Regions from separate parts of the Ovis aries genome. Here region 1 is linked to region 2. The links are chromatin contacts, called in public Hi-C maps. All regions are on one chromosome and are shown on one strand. Each heading gives the region's core, a stretch centred on a gene start, on an enhancer-like site or on the middle of the called end of the contact. The rest is flanking DNA. Distances are from core to core; before and after follow the strand shown. Region 1 has its middle 61 kb from the start of TRNAC-ACA. Region 2 has its middle 52 kb from the start of DIRAS3.

What was found. Hi-C and Micro-C count contacts between places; a contact is called where the count stands out from the background.
Region 1: a contact with region 2 is called in a Hi-C map of mixed tissues, with 19 times the contacts expected there. The contact joins two enhancer-like sites. A contact is called at or near these places in 14 of 16 Hi-C or Micro-C datasets (blood, hypothalamus, liver and 7 more).

The regions. Positions count from the first base shown.
Region 1 is chr1:44,009,427-44,012,279 of ARS-UI_Ramb_v3.0, reverse strand. No RefSeq gene overlaps it. Among named protein-coding and RNA genes, the nearest start is that of TRNAC-ACA, 61 kb to the left of the region's middle. Within about 2 kb of position 1,334, at least 7 of the 54 cell types and tissues checked have an H3K27ac peak or open chromatin away from gene starts, as enhancers often do.
Region 2 is chr1:43,773,559-43,776,275 of ARS-UI_Ramb_v3.0, reverse strand. No RefSeq gene overlaps it. Among named protein-coding and RNA genes, the nearest start is that of DIRAS3, 52 kb to the right of the region's middle. Within about 2 kb of position 1,270, at least 11 of the 54 cell types and tissues checked have an H3K27ac peak or open chromatin away from gene starts, as enhancers often do.

The sequences.
Region 1 (2,853 bases), core at 85-2,584, 240 kb before region 2:
TGGAGAGAGATGATTTCAAGACTGACTGACTTCAAGTCTTTCAAGAAAGACTGACTTTCCTTATCGATGATCAGTTACAGTCAGTGGCCATGTCAAAGGGTAGTTTAGGATGAGTGCCCTTCATTTCCTCTGTAATCTCTATCACCACTCCCACCTCACCTAAATTTTTAAAAATAATAATTTTATATGGCAACTGATATTTTTGTTAATTTTCTATAGTGTCAATAAAGGCATATTTTTTATTACTCTTAGCAAACAGGATATCCCATGTTCTAGCCCTCTCCTTTCCTAGACATGCATCTATATCAGCAGCCCTCTTCATATGACAAATTACCAAAGTCCCTCTCCTTTTGGACTGTGCTTTTTTATAACCCATCCCATATGCAGCTTCCAAAAGAAAAAGTTCCTGGGGTGTAGCATCAGACATGCCATGCTCCTGTTAACCAAGACTTTCCATCACTTCCAGTTGTGCAAGAAGAAGAAACAAATTCCTCTTCCAAGCCTTGTGCAATAGAGTCCCAAACTAGCTCATATCTTCTGGCTCCCCAAATTACAGTCTATATCTGATTCTGGCCAAAATGGATTATTTGCTGTTTCCCAAACTGTTCCCATACTTTTTCTCATGCATTTCACACTTCTTGGATGCCTTTTATTATCAGACGACTTGCCTTTTGAAACCCTACAGTCCTTTAAGGTTCATCTCCAACACCAGTTCTCCCATGATGGCTTTTATTTTTTCAATTTATTCTGATTTTAATTATGATCAAAAAAAAATTTTATATATATTATCAAAAATCATTTATTTTCTATCCAATATTTGGAAGAAACCGTGACAGAGACTAAAATAACCTGTGTCTACTAATATATTGTGAGGCCTTTATGATTTGACCTTGGGGTACCGGACTCATTGGTGAATCCTAATTTCATTACCAGATAGCTGTGTAAACTTGGACAAGTAATATCTCCAGCCTTAAGCTTATCATAAATAAAATAAACATTATAAAGTATCTTCATTGGAGAATTACTGTGAAAAACAGAAATGATCTTGCACATATTGTCTAGTAAGTAGCACATTATTCAGTGTTGCTGAATGTGTTTAGTAAATGTCGCAAATGAGTTGGGATCCAAGAGAAAGAATTCTAACCCCAACTCTGTCAAAACCTTGGATATATTACTTGCTCTCTCTAGGCCTCCCTATCTCCCATCATGCATATCGCTAAGTGGTGAAACCCGTGCCCTCCGACTGAGTCAACCTGAGTCCCTAGGCGGCAGTGTCTTAAGTTTAGGCCCATACTCTGTGTGGCCACTAGCTGGCAGGATTGCCACATGGCTGCCTGGCCACTCCCTATCTCCACCTCCAGGAAGGCCCTGCCTTAGGGACTCTGGACCAAAACAAACACAACAGTCTAACCTAGTAGCGGCCAAGACTTCAGAGTGGAGTTTTATGGGGCTTTTATAGAGAAGAGGATGTGCGTCTCCAGCGCTCTAGTACAAGCCTAGAGAAGGGAGTAGGATTCCCAGGGCAGGACATTGATCACATGGCAGATGGCCCTGTAAAGTGCTGCAGGTTACCCAGGCCAATACCAGGGTGCCCTTTGGAGAATCAGATGCTGCCTGTCTTGGAAACCACATCCCATGCCTCACAAAATACTTGTGAAAATTTGGGACTTGGACTTGTCATGTCCAAATGTGTGAGCAACTCACTTTGATTTCTTCACTCCTCAGTTTCCTTTGATGTAAGATGAGAATAAGTCAGGTCTCTGAACATCTTGTTCTGCTTCTCAGCGCCACAGGCACTGCAGAATCCTGGAAAGAATACGGGCTTTATGAACACACAGACTTGCTTTAATTACTGTTCTGTCCTTTTACGTGAACCTGAGAAACTTTTCTAAGTTTCCTCATCTACAAAGTGAAGGCATGCTGCTGCTGCTGCTAAGTCGCTTCAGTCATGTCAGAGTCTTTGCGACCCCATGGACCACAGCCTACCAGGCTCCTCCAGCCATGGGATTCTTCAGGCAAGAGCACTGGAGTGGGTTGCCATTGCCTTCTCCAAGTGAAGGTATAAAACCTATTTATTTCACAATTTTTTTTTTTTTGATGAATGAAATGAAATAAAGGAAGTGAAAGGAGCACATAGAGTTGCTCAATAATGTTAATTCCCTTCCCTGATTATAAACATACAAAATAGCATGTTTCTGTAGTCATTAAAAATTTGTACACATGCATTAAAAAAAATGTAACAAACTCTTAAGATTTATCTCTAGTGATAAAAATTCAAGTGACTAGTCTTTTCTTCTTTATTCCCCTCTGTAGTTTTTCTGAATTTTCTAAAATGAACCTTTGCCTCTGTTTTTCCTTTTTTATTGTGGTAAAATATGCAAAGCCTAAAATCGACCATTGGAGCCATTTTTAAGTAAACAGTTCTGAGGTAGATTCACAATGTTGTATAACCACACCCATTGCCATCCACATCCCCTTACCATCCCAAACTGAAATTCTGTGCCCATTAAATCATAGCCTCCATTTCTCCTTCCCCCGACCCCTAGTAACCACCATTCTACTTTCTCTCTGTATGAATTTGACTGTTCTAAACACTTCACTTCATATAAGTGGAATCTTACAATATTTGTCCTTTCGTACATGGCTTATTTCTTACTTTGCTTAGCATAATGTTGTCAATGCTCATCTATGTTGTAGCACAAATAAGAATTTCCTTTCTTCTTAAGACTGAGAAATATTCTATTGTGTTTGTGTATTTACATATTTTTATTCATTTATCCATCAATGGATATTAGGATTGTCTTTATCTTTTTGACTCTTCTGAATAATATGAACAACAGTATACAAATATCT
Region 2 (2,717 bases), core at 21-2,520:
CCAAAAATACTGTATTCAGCTAAATTATAGGACTTTACACATATGAATTTCACTTTTCCCACACACAGATACAATGGGTAAAGCACATCTTTAAGTTTTAAAATACACACAATTTGATATATAAATAAAAGTAGTAAAGTCCTTTCTAGGTGCAGAATGTGTTGGTTTCAATTGCTGGAGAATTGCCTCCCTCAGCTTGGACCTCTTCTTTGTCCCACTCTCTGTCTACACACACTCATACATAAATACAAACACACACACATATACATCCCATTACTGTTAAACTCCTTTTTTCATGTGTTGGTATTTTATAATATGGGACTTTATAATTTACGTATGTTTCCTTTAATATCTCCTCTTCATAGTCACGGGGCTTCTCAGATGGTGCTAGTGGTAAAGAACCTGCCTGCCAATGCAGGAGACACAGAGACCTGGGCTCGATCCCTGGGTCGGGAAGATCCCCTGGAGGAGGGCATGGCAACCCCCTCCGGTGTTCTTGCCTGGAGAATTACACGGACAGAGGAGCTTGGTGGTCTGTGGTCCATAGGGTCGAACAGGACTGAAGTGACTTAGCACACACATGCACCCTCTTCACAGTCACATAGTGACTGCTTTACATAATAAAGAAGTGAGGTTCAGAGAGGGGAAGTGACAAAATTGGAACCAAGGAGAGATCTTCAGTCTCTGAACCTGCCTCTTAAGTAGCTTACTTGCAGCAGAAGAGTCAAGAATTTTGTTTTGAGTTGCAGCTCTCATTAGAGCAGAATGACCTTATTGGGAAATGTCATTCCAGAGGAAGAAAATAGCGGCCTACTCTCCATTTTCATCGATGGCAAGTGTCTGCCCTCTTCTGGCCAAAGGGAGAATGACGGCTATCACTGAGCAAATTCTTAGGACAAAAGTCAAACCTTCATAGGGGGGAGTTTGTAGTGGCTCCGTGATAATTATTGCTTTTTAGTGAGTTCTTGTCATAGCTTTGCATATGACTTTGCGCTGGGACCTTCCAGACGACTGTCTGTGCCCTATTCCCCTTGAACTTGGTGATCTCTGAAGTCCTCAGCAGCCCTGACTTTAAGAATTGTAAAGGAGGCTTGTGTTAATGACGTCTTACAGCAATGCAGGGCCCGGTCCGCTGTGGGTAGATACAAAGGCATGGCAGCATGGCAACCTGAGCGGGGGCCAGTGCAAATAGACCCCCTGCATTTATTGATTAGGAAGCCCCTTCGATCCTGCTCGTTACTCTCCTGAGCCCCTTCGAGGCTCTGAGCTCCCTCTAGTGGCTGCTATATCCAGCAACCTTTTTCATAAGTCAAGGTCAGGATGGGCTTCACTCCCATGATGAACTCTTCTCAATCAGGGACACCAAGAAACTGAAAGTGAGCCATAAACAGGAGTGGCCAACACACGAGGTCTTTCATTGCACGTGCTAGGCGGACATTCCTCACATGCTGACTTGATGGAAACTTCATGGGCAGCACGAGAGGCCGGAAGCCAGTCGAGACACAGAACAGGGAATCCGATGTAAAGACTCTTCCTTTGTTTTTTGAAATGCTTCACAAAGGCAGTTGTTCCTAGGAATGGGCAAGAGTTTTAAATCACGTATGTGTGTTTTGGCTGGGTTACCCTAAAGGCAGCTTCTGAGTCAAGAATCCATGTGAAGGTTTGGAAGGCCACCAGAGGAGATGAAGAGAAGGTGGGAGACTGGGAAGGCCCCGAGGGTGACGGGCAGCCCTATTGAGCAAGGAGGCAGAGTCTAGGCGGCACTTGCCCTCTGTAGGTGCAGGGTCACCCCTGAGCTGTTAGCTACCTGGAGCCAGGGTCAGCTTGAAGAATACAGGTGCTACGCTGTGTGCTTAGCTATCCCCAAAGCAAAACAGGCTTGTTTTAAAAACCTTGGAGAGATGTGTAAGAGTAAGAAACAAAAGGAAAACTTTTCATTGATCATACCAAGTGTTAGAGATAAATGCTAAAAAGTCAGTGTTCTTACACAACTTGTGATATGCATGTATATATCATGTATATGTGTATATATCAAATATGTATGTGTATATAATGTTTATCATGTATTTTACATGTTAGCGATGGCATTATATATGGAAGATTTCTGGAGAATTTCTCCAGAAATTCTCTAGAAAGCAGTATTATGTAACCTGCCTTTTTTTACAATTAACTATATCTAGAAACTCTTTTCCTCTTTTTCATTACCTACAGCATGATTTTAATGACTTTATTATCGTAGTCTCTGATAAGGGTATGTCATCATTTGTTTATTAAGCCCCTACTTTGGACATCAAAATGGTTTGCAGAGTCTGACTATTTTATGCTGAAATGAACATCCTTGGATATAAGTCTTGTTGCAGATCTCTGATGGTTGCCTTAAGATCAGTTCCTAACGGCAGAATTACTGGGCAGAAGTTCAATTATTCATTCACTAAGTGTATATCAAACACCTTATTATGTGCCAGTGCTGTCCTAAGTCCTTGGGACAGACCAGGAAGCCATGTCTCTGTCACTAAGATGTGTATTGACTGGTAGGGGGAGGTGGTGAGGGGGCAATAAATAATAAATAAATACAGTGGTGCTGATAAAAGCTATCAAGGAAAGCATTTATCATGGACACCTGAAAGCTTCCCATGGCCCCCAGAAACATGCCGCCAGCAGAATGGGGCCTGTGGCTTCATGTCCTCACTGACACTATGCAGTTTTGACATTTGCCA